2 separate regions of the Mus musculus genome follow, and region 1 is linked to region 2. Evidence: chromatin contacts called from public Hi-C data. All regions are on one chromosome and are shown on one strand. Each heading gives the region's core, a stretch centred on a gene start, on an enhancer-like site or on the middle of the called end of the contact. The rest is flanking DNA. Distances are from core to core; before and after follow the strand shown. Region 1 overlaps Lpp (LIM domain containing preferred translocation partner in lipoma). Region 2 overlaps Gm31814 (a long non-coding RNA gene).

Region 1 (6,050 bases), core at 3,081-5,580, 400 kb before region 2:
ACCCTTATCAAAAAGTTCAGGCATTCTGCACACACACTGAATAAACACACTAGTTCTGCCTACTATTTGTCAGGGGATTGTATGTTCCTTTCAGATGAAATTATGTTGAAATAAGACATAGTAAAGCTTGAAAGTTTCCTTTTCCAAAAAGGTGAAATAAGCAAACAAATGATCTCCATGTACCATAGTCTCTGGTAGCTTCCCATTGTTTCTATAGGCTTCAGAGTTTAAAATAACATAGGTTTCTGATCTTATTGTTTCATAAGCAAAAGTCCATCATTTATACCAGTGGACTAAACCCAAAATATCCCTAGAGCTGCTTTATGTTATGAATGTCTGCAGAGACATTGCCTCTCCTTACCCAGCTTTGAGAACTGGCCCTCATTCGTTGGTATGTGGCCTCTTTTCCATGTTCAAAGCCAACACTCCTTGGACATTCTCTCATCATGGATTACTCCAAACTATTTTTATTTGCCCCTCACTGACTTCTAAGGAAAATTACTGTGAATACTCAGCTGCTTAGCAGCCTGAACTCTGTTTAACTTACGAAGACCCTTTGCCATGGAGCCAACCTATTCACAGGTTGCAGCAATCAGGACCTGGAATCCTCCTACCAGATATTCCACATGCCACCGTGAGCCATGAAGGAGGAGGCTGCAGGAGGCACTGGAAAGCTGGGAGGGAACAGGTTCCTCAGGGCACTGTAAGTGTCTTCCCGTCATGACACAGAGCATCTGAAGTTAAAGAACTTCCTAAGACAGCCTTCATATTTCAGGATATCTTTCCAAATTTAGATATTACTTCAACATTCTATTTTGTCTTCCACACACTGTTCTCCTTGTGATCCATAATCTTGCTACCAAATTTAGGGAAAATCCATGTTAGATGGTAAGCTGAGAAATGCATTTCAGGAAGCAAAATTAGATTTTCAGCTAAGCCAGTTCTTGACTCTACCTGTGGGAGGCTTTTCTTTACACCACTGCATCGATTTAAAAAGAAAAGGCCTCCAAAGGATTCTGATGCTGCCCAGGATAGGATGGTCCACACCAGAATCAGGGACCAGAGAGCTACTTTGTGACTTTAAGGAGAAGATAACAAATGGAATGAGAGGTAGAATATATCTAGCAGATACATGCAACAACAAAAACAAAAAGCAAGCCACCCTATAACCATATTTACTTCTTTGGACATGTTACAGCTGACACTAGGTAATACAGAATATGAGCCTGAACTACCCTGATGATACAGCTGGGAATATTAAGCTTGTTTGGAAAACCTACAAAGAGTTTCACAGAAACATTGGCAATAACATATCACTTCAGTGTATCTGCGTTTGCTAAGTGCCTGATGCTTGACCGTGAAAGAAAACTAGAAAGTCACTGGCTTGAGAAAGTGAAAACTACCTATAACTGCACATGTTCAAGGCGGGGTGAGGAGGAGAAATACTGTGATACAGATTAAAGCTTTGTAAGTGCCAGGCACTTGCTTAATAGCTTTTAAAGACGCTTTCAACACCAATGGTTTATGACTCCGTGACTCAAAATGTGAGGGCGAATTAACAGCAAAGAGACAGACTGTTTCCAACCTGAGTAGCCAGAAAATAGCCCGATGTTATGGCAGGGCAGTTAGCCTAACTGCAAGAAGGCACTCATTGAGCATTTACCATAACACATAATTCTCTAGGCAAGATCAGGCAAAGAGAACTCAGTAACTCGTGCTGCTAATGACTGACCTCCCTCATACCAAAACCCCATGGCCATATTGGAAATTAAGCAATTCAGTAGTTGTTTTCAAAGTAGACTCCCAGCGTACAGTATTTTCCACGTGCCACTCAGTTGTCACAGGGGAGTATAAAGGACTCCAGACCTTTGGAAATTCCCCCCAGGAATCCGTGAACTTCCTGTATAGAAACAGCTTCACCTTCGAGCTTGCTGGTTGCCTAAAGGTTTGGTGGGTAGAAAGGCATGAAGACGAGCGAGTACTGGCTGCCCAGGCCAAAGGCAACTGAGATGGAGGTGGTGCAACAAGAAACCTGAAATTGAGGTGTACACATTTCCATCCTTTACAATAAAAACCAAGGAAAATACCAAATTACCAAGATGGAAAATTCCCACCGTGAGCAACAAGACTGAGCAAGAAGAGAAAAACAAGCTATGCGGTCACGGGAAACACACATCCCCCTGCTAAGAAAACACACATATTCCCACGAAGAACTCTTTCCTTCTGAATAGAGCTAAAGGTGCAAGAACTAGTTTGATAGAGACATTATATTACCTAGACAAACCTGAACTGGATTATCTGTTTGTTTATTAGATTATGGCTTTAGGCTCATTGTTTCCTGCTAAGAGCCCTTGACATGAGCCGATACACACATTCCTTGGAAGGAAGGCTTTGTGGTTGTATTTTATGGTGCTTAGGCTCTTGAAAAGACTTGTGAATGCAGTCACCCCAGAGGATTAAATCTCTGGGGCCACCTCATTGGGAGGATCCAGTTCATTTCACACAGCCTCAAATAGGACATATGAGCTTTTTGCACCCAACACCAACTTATTCCCTGTGGAATTTCTCATAGTAACCCTCACCCGCTGATCTTGGTCACCACCCAAACACCAGATCCTGGGTGCCAATAAATTGGAAATCAAAGCAAGGTAAATTGGAAGTGAAAGTCAACTAGGTTTCACTTCTGTCTGGCCACCCAAAGGGGAGAAACGCTGTCCTGGCATTTCTGTCAAACCATCAGGCAAAATCGTTCTCCCAAAAATAAATACCAGAGTGTATCAACCACAGCTTCTGACTCTATATAACAAACAAACAAACAAACAAACAAATGATGTCATTCATTTACCATCTACTTACTTTGTTGATCTCTTCATTTTAATAGGAAAGCTTTTGTTCGTATGCCTCAGACTGGATTGGAACGAGGCTATGATATAGAAATCTTCTGAGGACAGGGGTCTTAACATTCTAGGATTCCCAACAACTTCTCATCCCAAGCCAGCAGGGGCATAAACATGAGAAGGACACATTTCTAGAAACAGCACTCCTGACAAAGCTCTCAAACACCTGTGGCCTTTGTTTCTCTGATATTCTAGGGATTGGGCGGTGTTGTACTCTTAATCCTCTCGGTTATAAAACAAGTCTAAGTGTTGATCTTCTGTGCCAGCGAGGATTTATCCTACAGAGTTTTCTGTTTTGTTTTGGTTTTTGGTGCCTACGTTAAAAAAAAAAACAAAAAACAAAAAACGAAAGTATCTTGAAAACAAAGTATCTCAGTATCTTATTGATTACCAATACAGGCCAATATTGTTTGAACTAAGCTTAGAGAAAGCAGTAAGACACACCTGAAGACTGGTTCCTCCAGTTCCCTAACTGTCCTCTATGGAGTCCATTCTATCGCCACTGGACAATACAAATTTGTTTTAAATGGGATGTTCTAAACAGCCCAGCATGCGATGAGCATGGGAGTCATCGCCTAAAACACAGAGAGTCGATGGAACTAATTGTAAATTCTACTTCATGTTAATTCATATAAATTAGATATAAACTAAAACTCAAAATCATGACTAGCAGCTAGCATATCACATGTCAGGGAATTATCTCTACTACATAAAGAAGATGACTCATTCCATTTTCCAAGGACAAAATTCATGTTTGGAAAGTATGAAACTCAACCCGTTTTTTGTCAAAATTTCAGTATCAGAGAGTATATAGAAGAAACCCCCAAGGCATGAGCAGATTCACAGATTTCTCATCATTTGAATAAGGAGATGCCAATAGGGAAAATAATCAGGTTTTACATATTCCCAACACCTCAACTCAGATACTGGGTTAAAGGTACTCACAAGTGAGGGCCAGGAACTAGGAAAGGGAATTATTACACAGGGAAACACTGTTTTATGTTTTGTTTTGTTTTGTTTTGTTTTTGTGTGTTGTTGTTATTTAGAAAAAAAAGGGCAGTGCTACAGAAAGCCCCGAGTGTTAGTGCTACCCTGCCAAGGATGTTTCATGAGGACATTCTGGGGAGCAAGTGGCTGACATGGCTTCTCAGGGGAGTTTATTACTGATGAGGCCATATGTTAAGGTTCCACAGTCCGCATTACCAAACAGCAGGGGCAGAGGAGCAGTGTCTCTATTCTGAACACAGGTAGGGCCACAGAACACACTAATACCCCCGAGGAGGCAGGGACCCAGCACAGTGAGGCATAGCAGAAAGTGAGGCTCTTCACTAGTAAAGAAACTGCAGGGAAGGCAGGGCAAATGCAACCGGAAAGGTTAAGAGTTATGCAGGCATAGCAGGTGTGAGGGGAACAGACGTACAGTGAACACACAGGAAGAGAGGCAGTGTGAGCTACTGAGTCAGCACATGGCACACGGGAAGTCATTTCAAATCCACTTAGACCTTCAACCTCCATCAACAGATTAATAACTTCAAAGCAAATTGAAATGAACTTGATTATACTTGCAAATTACAGCAAAATTAAAAGACACCCCAAATGTAAAGGTAACACTAGTATATATGCGCATAATACATAAAATTCAAAAACGCTAACAGAATCACACACACTCACACACACACACAGACACACACACACACACACAAAGTTAATGCTGTTTGGATAAGATGTGAGTTACCTGATTAGGCAATTGTTTGTTTTAAAAAAAAAAAAATCCTATCATGGGACAAGGGAAAATAAAGCCAGAATTGTGACATGCCAACTAATTCACTCTGTGTGCAGAAAGTCACTTCATCAAGCTGCTGCAATGAAACTGCCACCCATCTCTTCAGCAGCAGCTCCTTGACACAAGCAAAGGAGACGTGAGTATGAGAGAGAACCGTGAGAAACTGGCACCTAATACAGAACAGGGACACATAACCAGGGATCTCTTTAGCTTACAAGGAGATCCATGCAACAGAACACCCATGCATCTGATCAGAGGACCCAAGTAAGCCAGGGTTATGGATCTATTAGGAACAACTGGGTGTAAGGATCTAGAATCAGGCTTAATGGGAAATGTCATCTCATTTCCGGTGGTCTGTTAGGCAGATAAGCCCTTTGGACAAATATTTTAAGGTTTTCCCTTATCATGGTGCCATCATCTGAGTGGGAAATGTCTCCACAGAATCATTCTTGAACCCTTTGCTTCACTTTATCGGGATTTTGAAGCTATAGAGCTGTGAGGAACTGAGACCTGACTGATGGAAGACATGGTTATGTTCTACCTCTGTGCGCCTCGTGGTCAGCAACATGGAAAGGCCTGTATCCCATGATGCACAGCCACAGGCTGAGCTGCCCCACTATGCCTTCCCAGCCCTAAAGAATGGCAAGCCTCCCTGGGATGCTATGAGTCAAGTTGTTACAAAAAGTGGTCACAATGACACAGGAGGAACTAAAAGCATACTTCTACAAAAGCCTGGGAAACTCAGCGCCGTGTGAGCAGGGAAAGTGGGGACCCACATTAACTCTTCTTGCTTCCCCAAGTGGATCACTGAGAACACCCTTGCTCAGGAAGCTTTTATGAAGATGTAATGAGACCACAGCAATCAATGCTATGCTATGCTATGCTATGCTATGCTATGCTATGCTATGCTATGCTATGTACTGTCTGTCTGCTCTCTGCCTCTATATTAGAAACACCTCACTTGGGTTTCCTCATTCTAAGAATATAAACTTCTGCCTCCCTCTCTATTTTCTAGGTAATTTGGTTAAAAGCAAACACCTTCTGTGCTTACCACACAGAATCTTATAACCTAGACTGAGGAAATCAGAGAAACCACTAACCTTAATGAAGTATTGGCTATATATACCTGTGCTTCTATCTATATCTTAAAATAGTTTATAATTAAGAGCAGAACTCTACTGACAATACAATAGACTCACTAATGCTAATATGGTTCATTTGACTAAATATTTTAAATATATATAATAGCTACAATAGACACAGACCAGTCTGTCACTTCACCCAACCAGAGAAGTCACTCAGAATTAAAATTTTTACTCTTAAACTTTCCCACACCATGCCCCAAGGCAAAAGCCACAAGATCAATAAAC
Region 2 (6,684 bases), core at 3,176-5,675:
CTTAATTGCTAAGCTATCTCCAGTTCTTTTTTTAAAATTATTAGATATTTACTTTATTTACATTTCAAATGTTGTCCTCTTTCCTGGTTTCCCCTCTGAAAACCCCCCTCCCCTACCCCTCCCCTTGCTCACCAAGCCACTGACACCCACTTCCTCATCTACACTGGGGCATAGAGCCTTCACAGGTCCAAGGACCTCTTTTCCCATTGATGACTGACTAGGCAATCCTCTGCCACATATGCAAATGGAGCCATGAGTCCCACCATGTGTACTCTTTTTTTTTTTTTTTTTGGCGATTTAGTCTCTGGGAGCTCTGGAGATACTTGTTAGTTCATATTGTTATTCCTCCTATGGGTTGCTAATCCCTTTAGCTCCTTGGATCCTTTCTCTAGCTCCTTCTTTGGGGACCCTGTGCTCAGTCCAATGGTAGGCTGCAAGGATCCACCTCTGTATTTGTCAGGCACTGGTAGAGCCTTTCTGAAGACAGCTATAACAGGCTTCTGTAAGTAAGCACTTACTGGCAATCACAAAAGTGTCTGGGTTTGGTGATTGTATATGGGATGGATCCCCAGGTGGGGTAGTCTCTGGATGGCCTTTCCTTAAGTCTTTGCTCCACACTTTGTCTCTGTAACTCCTTCCACGGGTATTTTGCTCCCCCTTCTAAGAAGGATTGAAGTATCCACACTTTGGTCTTCCTTCTTCTTGAGTTTGATGTGTTTTGTGAATTATATCTTGGGTATTCTGAGCTTCTGGGCTAATATACACTTATAAGTGAGTGCATATCATGTGTGTTCTTTTGTGATTGGGTAACCTCACTCAGGATGATATTTTCTAGTCCCATCCATTTGCCTAAGAATTTCATAAATTCATTGTTTTTAATAGCTGAGTACTACTCCATTGTGTAAATGTACCTCCACACAAAACCAGATACACTGAAATTAATAGAATAAAAAGTGGGGAAGAGCCTTGAGCACATGAGCACAGAGGAAAATTTCCTGAACAGAACACCAATGGCTTGTGCTCTAAGATCGAGAATTAACAAATAGGTCCTCATAAAATTGCAAAGCTTCTGTAAGGCAAAGGACACTGTCAATAGGACAAAATGGCAACCAACAGATTGGGAAAAGATCTTTACCAATCCCACATCCGAAAGAGGGCTAATATCCAATATATACAAGGAATTCAAGAAGTTAGACTCCAAAGAACCAAATAACCCTATTAAAAATTGCTAATATCCAATATATACAAAGAAGTCAAGAAGTTAGACTCCAAAGAACCAAGTAACCCTATTAAAAAATTCTCAACTGAGGAATACCGAATGGCTTAGATGCACCTAAAGAAATGCTCGACATCCTTAGTCATCAGGAAAATGCAAATCAAAACAACGCAGAGATTCCATCTCATACCAGTCAGAATGGCTAAGATCAAAGACTCAGGAGACAGCAGATGCTGGTGAGGTTGTGGAGAAAGAGGAACACTCCTCCATTGCTAGTGAGATTGCAAGCTGGTACAACCACTCTGGAGATCAGTTTAGCAGTTCCTCAGAAAATTAGACAATACTACCTGAGGACCCACTAATACCCCTCCTGGGCATATACCCAGAAGATACTCCAACATGTAATAAGGACACATGTTCCACTATGTTCATTGAAGCCTTATTTATAATAGCTAGGAGCTGGAAATAATCTCTAGTTCTTTGATGGATCTCTTGTTAGAATTTACCCTATTAGGAAAGGGGCTGATTCTAAAATGTTACACTCAGTATAATTCCATACACATTACATTTTTAGTTTGAGAAAAATGTCCTGAGAAGAGAATAACAGTTGCCAGGGTAATGAAGAGGTGGGAGAAAATCGAAGTAGCCCTAATAAAGCAGTCATGAAGGAACCCTCAGCAAAGGCTGTTCACTTGTCAGGACTATTCGAACATCGATAATTGATTGTGATTGTGTAATTTAGTTTTGCAAAATGTTTACATTTAAGGAAAGTAGGTGCAAGGTACACGGAACCCCCATGTACTATTTGTTCAACTTCAATTACCTTGAATTAAAAAAAAATTTTTTTTTTTAAGTTCAAAGTTTTTACTTTCTGATGGCGGCAGAGTGGCCAAGCATCTGGGGAGGCAGCGGTGGGGAAGGCGTGGACAAGAAAGAAAAACTGAAGAGCTGGTTCTCTCTTCCTTATTCTCTACCCTGGTCATATCTTCTGGCTGACTGGATGCTCTCAGGCCATCTGGAGGGCAGCGGCTCCCTCCCTTACTCCTTGCACGATGAGAAGAAGCATGAGGGAGGGACTTCTTCACCTAGCATCCATTGCTGATGTCGAGGGAGGGACTTCACCTAGCATCCATTGCTGATGTGGACTTTGCCTGCTCTGATCTGCAGACATCAGGAGGCAAAGCAAATGCACCCCTGAGTAGGTCAAAGTTTGGAGAAACCACACAAAGATTTCTTTCTAAAATTCTTCAAGGTGGGAGGGAGTTGGGATGGGTAGTATGAGGTTGAAAGGAATATGAGCTTGCCTGTGAGGCCCAAGGGTTTAATAACTAGAAGGAACAAAGAGTGAGGGAACATTGGCTTCTAGCAAGAAGACAACATTGTTCCTCTCATGTTGTTCACACACTGTATCCTCACCACCCCTACACATGCATTGCTCACCCTCGAAGGTGAATCAGGCTCAAAGCAAGGCGCGCTATGGAGTGAGCCTTTGTAAGATGGAGCTGACATAGTTAGTCCCTGCTCCTCTTAGGGTCTCTTGCCTGCTGCTTGCAATGGGTTGTCCTCCGAAGATAAAGATGTTCCTGGAAAATCTGGGATGGGGGTCAGGTGAGTTGGTTTTACTTTTGGCCTGAAGCCCCTGCAAGGATGTTTGCAGAGTCCTGGGGCCTACATGGGCAATGAACCTGCATGGGCAATGACCTCAGTCAAGAGGAAGCCCTCTGCAGGCCTTATCCTATACCGTTCCTGCAAGAAGGGGCTGGGGCAATGGGTTCCAGGGTTTGCAGCCCGCAACAGAGTTGCAAATCTGGACTAGGGGGTCAGAGAGTGGAAGGCAGCTACTGCATTTCTTCTTTCTTTCCATACCACCCTTGCCTTTCCTTTTCCTGTCTTCTTTGCCAATTCTAAGTGTCCTTCCTATATTTTTGTGGTGGTTGTTTTCCATCTGCTGTTCTTGACTTATTTCATCTTTCATTATTTAAATTTAAGTAGGTGATAGCACTTCTCTAAGTTGACTCACGACTCCCACTCTGCTCTGCCTCCTTAACCTTCCCCCGTTCTCTCTCCATGCTGGTCATTCTTGATTTCTTGACATTTTTTTCTTTTTTTGGACATTCCAATGGGTACTGTCTCAGGCCACCTGCATAGTGTTTCTGGTGCTGACTCCCATTGCCCCACATGGCCACACGTCTTCTTTGACTTTCGGGAGCTTGCTTTAACAAACACGTTTTCAAAGGCACCGTCCCTCTACAGGCCGTGTAAAGATGCTGCACACTCCTCTTCTTCTCTCTGCTCTCTGCTGATCTACACACGTGTAACCCTGCAGCTTACTCTCCTCTTGTTCATTGTCTGCACGGTAGGAAACCAGAACATAAGCTTTATGGAGGGCAGGGCTATTTGTCTATTTAGGACAGAGTCTGGCATGATAAATGGAGTAAGAGAGCAGATATGATTCTTTCTAGTGATCGACAAAATATGTACGCGTACTATTTTACTACTAGAAATTAAGTTCATTAAATATTTTATCAGTTCAATCGCCATCACTAACTATACTTGCGATAAAGGTATTAAGTGTTTTATAGATAGCCTCACTGCTCTAGATTCTGTGTCCCCTGTACTGTGTTTGAGGCACCAGATCAGGTCTGGCTTCTTGTAAACAGCTGACAGGCCAGCATTTCTCCTCCGTGTCTCTACTAGTGAAGTAGCTTGCACGCTCCCTGTGGACCTTGTGGAATTATTGGGTTAATTCGATAGCACTTCAACATGGAGTCGACTCCAAGGCAAGTCACCCATGCGTGGTTCACTGTTGCACACCAGTAAAGGACTGGACGAGTGGCTTCCAATGATGATGGAAACATCTAATGGGATAAGAGAGGCAGGTGTTGTGTGCAACTTAGTCTTCACGGGGGGACTGAGCTAAGAAAAGGATCTTAGGCAATGTGAGTGCTATTTGCGAGCGTATCAGGAGGGAACGGGAGCAGAGGCCAGCTATGTCATGGAATATTCCTTGCTTTCTTCCATTCCCCTCAAGCTCCGTGCTGGTGCGTCTCTTGCTGTGTATTATTGACAGAGGAAATGCTGATTCATGGGTCTAAGTTACAGGAAACCTTGTTTCCTGGTGAAGAAACAAGCTTGGTGGAGCTGCCAGCACCCTCCCTGCCAGTTGCTGCCACATGTCCTGCTCTGGGCCTGCACCCAGGCCGTCTGAGGAGGGGCAGGCCCCCTCAAGCTTAGCCAGTGAGATCACTTTCCCTGGCCCAGCTCCTCACCATGCCTCTCTGGGCCTTTCTGCTCTGACCTTACAATACCTTTCCAGCCCATCTCCCTTGCTTCCTGCTTGCTCCACCAGCTGAAGCCACCAATGAGCATGCCCAGCTCTCCCTGGGCACCTTGTATTTCCCACTCTGTGCCATGGCTCCTCATGTTCCCTGCCTGAACTGGCCCCTGAGCCCGTGTTGGCCCACTGAAATCCTACCTCCCCTTGAGCTCTGCACAGCTGTTCTGCTATATGAGGCCCGCTCTGCTTCCTTCTATTTATTACTATTCCTTTTAGTAGGGGTGTTTCCAAATATGTGAGCATTTGCGTACACTTACCAGCTCCAGCAGCTACCTGATTCCTCCTAAGTAGCCCCAGTTACTTTGACGGAGATTTTTGAGCTCCCTTAGCCAACTCTTGTAGTCCTACTTAACTTATGTTTCTTGAGTTGCACACAGAAGAAGGTCAGTCAGTGGCTTTACTCACCATGAAGCCAAACAGACATGGATTGAGCCAGCCAGTATTACAAGACAGTCAGTGGCAAGCTAAGATCTTTTCTTTTTTTCCTGAGAGGCCTCATTGAAAATGGTCATGTAGTTACTGTATCTAAACACAACAGATGTTCAAGTTACATTATTATCACATGTGTATAAAATAAAAAAAATTAATCTGCTAGCCAGCTGATGAATACAGGGACTTCTTAAGCTCGGCACCGAGCAATCAGCACTGGGCAGCCCTTTCTGAGGTCTGCTGTGTTCTGTTATCTGATCTCCTCCTGCTGCAGGAGATGGCTGATTTAGATGAAGAGAAAGCCATCTGATAATAAAGGCCTGTGTGAGTTAACCAAAGTTTAAAACGGTAAGTGTTATAAAATCATGTCTCTTTGGCTGTTACATGGATTAGAAAGCAGACATTCAGTAATGGAGGAATTTAACTACTCTGAAGTTACCTCTAGTTAGACAGATAGGAAGAGAAATGAAGGAAGTTTAATATGTGCACTTGGACTTTGGAAGGCTGGGAGCAAAGGCATGAAGAGACCATTGGGAAGGTAAAGCAAGAAATAGAAAGCCAGTCCTGGAAGAATGGCACACTTTCATCTGGACCGGACACAGCTCACGCCTGGACTTTGGCCTATAGTAAGGAGTCACCTGAAAGTCCAGTCTAAGGTGCTTGGACATTCCTGTGTCACAGTAGGAGGAAGAGTCTGGTCATGAGCCAAGAGCTGAAGAGTGGAGAGGGGATAGGAAGGTAGTCACCTCAGTTCCTAGATCACACAGAGGGTCTGCCACCAGTAAAGCAAGAGACCAACATGGCAGGCGGCTTGCAAGCTATGGAGGGTCTCTGGGAGTGTGACTCTCCATATCTAGCATTGTTTCAGCACAATAGGGTACCTGATGGCAGGAGTCATTGCCCCGAAAGAAGGGGAAGAGAATGGGGAGGAAGGTTAGGGAGACTGCATACGACAGTGCAGTGTGAGTCAGAGATGTGAGCAAGGATACAGCTGGAGAGACTCCTGAAACCTTTCTCCCTTCCTATGTCTTGGTTTTCTGTTATTATTCCTGTGGAGATGCTCATAAAACCTTCCCCATGAGAAAGCTGCTCATGTGCCAGGTTTGGGGATAACATGTCCAGGCAGGGTTTGTGGGAGGAGCTGGGTGGGGAGAAACGTTTAGCATTCCACAGCAGTTACAGTTGTAAAGAGATGGGAATTGGTGGGATTTGTGGAACCAGTGGGAGGTGGGGGTGGGGGTGCGGGATGGACACAGGTTTAAGGTTTAATTGGCAGGTATTTCCCTGGATATTACAAGTACAGACAGGAACAAAGGCTTCTCAGAGGAGACTCATGAACTCTATGACAAGCAGGGTTCCACGACAGCAGAGAACATCAGACCTCAAGACCCACGAGAAAGTGTCCTCATAAGAAGACCCATCCCTCTTCCCACTGTTCACATGAAAACTATAGCTCTCATCTTAAAGAAATACGAGATAGTTTATTTCATATCCATTTTGAATGACCATAGGCCAGGAACACAGATTTCAGTTGCCCGAATTTCATGTTCCAATGTAAAAGTAATTTCACAGGGTTTGTTTTATTGTTTTTGTTTTTTGTTTTGTTGTTGTTAAGCACAAATAAAGTCATAAACCAAGGCAACTTTAAAATACACTCACTGGTGAGCACACAAAAGGCAGGTACAGGGAGATGGGGGAGCTA

What was found. Hi-C and Micro-C count contacts between places; a contact is called where the count stands out from the background.
Region 1: a Hi-C map of liver shows a contact between it and region 2, with 2.2 times the contacts expected there. The contact joins two enhancer-like sites. A contact is called at or near these places in 4 of 484 Hi-C or Micro-C datasets (group 2 innate lymphoid cells and liver).

What each region holds. Positions count from the first base shown.
Region 1 is chr16:24,639,826-24,645,875 of GRCm38.p6, reverse strand. The region is part of intron 5 of Lpp (LIM domain containing preferred translocation partner in lipoma); the gene reads right to left. Among named protein-coding and RNA genes, the nearest start is that of Mir28a, 190 kb to the left of the region's middle. Within about 2 kb of position 4,330, at least 25 of the 459 cell types and tissues checked have an H3K27ac peak or open chromatin away from gene starts, as enhancers often do. A contact at or near this core is called in liver, where this site is marked.
Region 2 is chr16:24,236,137-24,242,820 of GRCm38.p6, reverse strand. The region is part of intron 1 of Gm31814 (a long non-coding RNA gene); the gene reads left to right. Among named protein-coding and RNA genes, the nearest start is that of Gm31814, 24 kb to the left of the region's middle. Within about 2 kb of position 4,425, at least 143 of the 459 cell types and tissues checked have an H3K27ac peak or open chromatin away from gene starts, as enhancers often do. A contact at or near this core is called in liver, where this site is marked.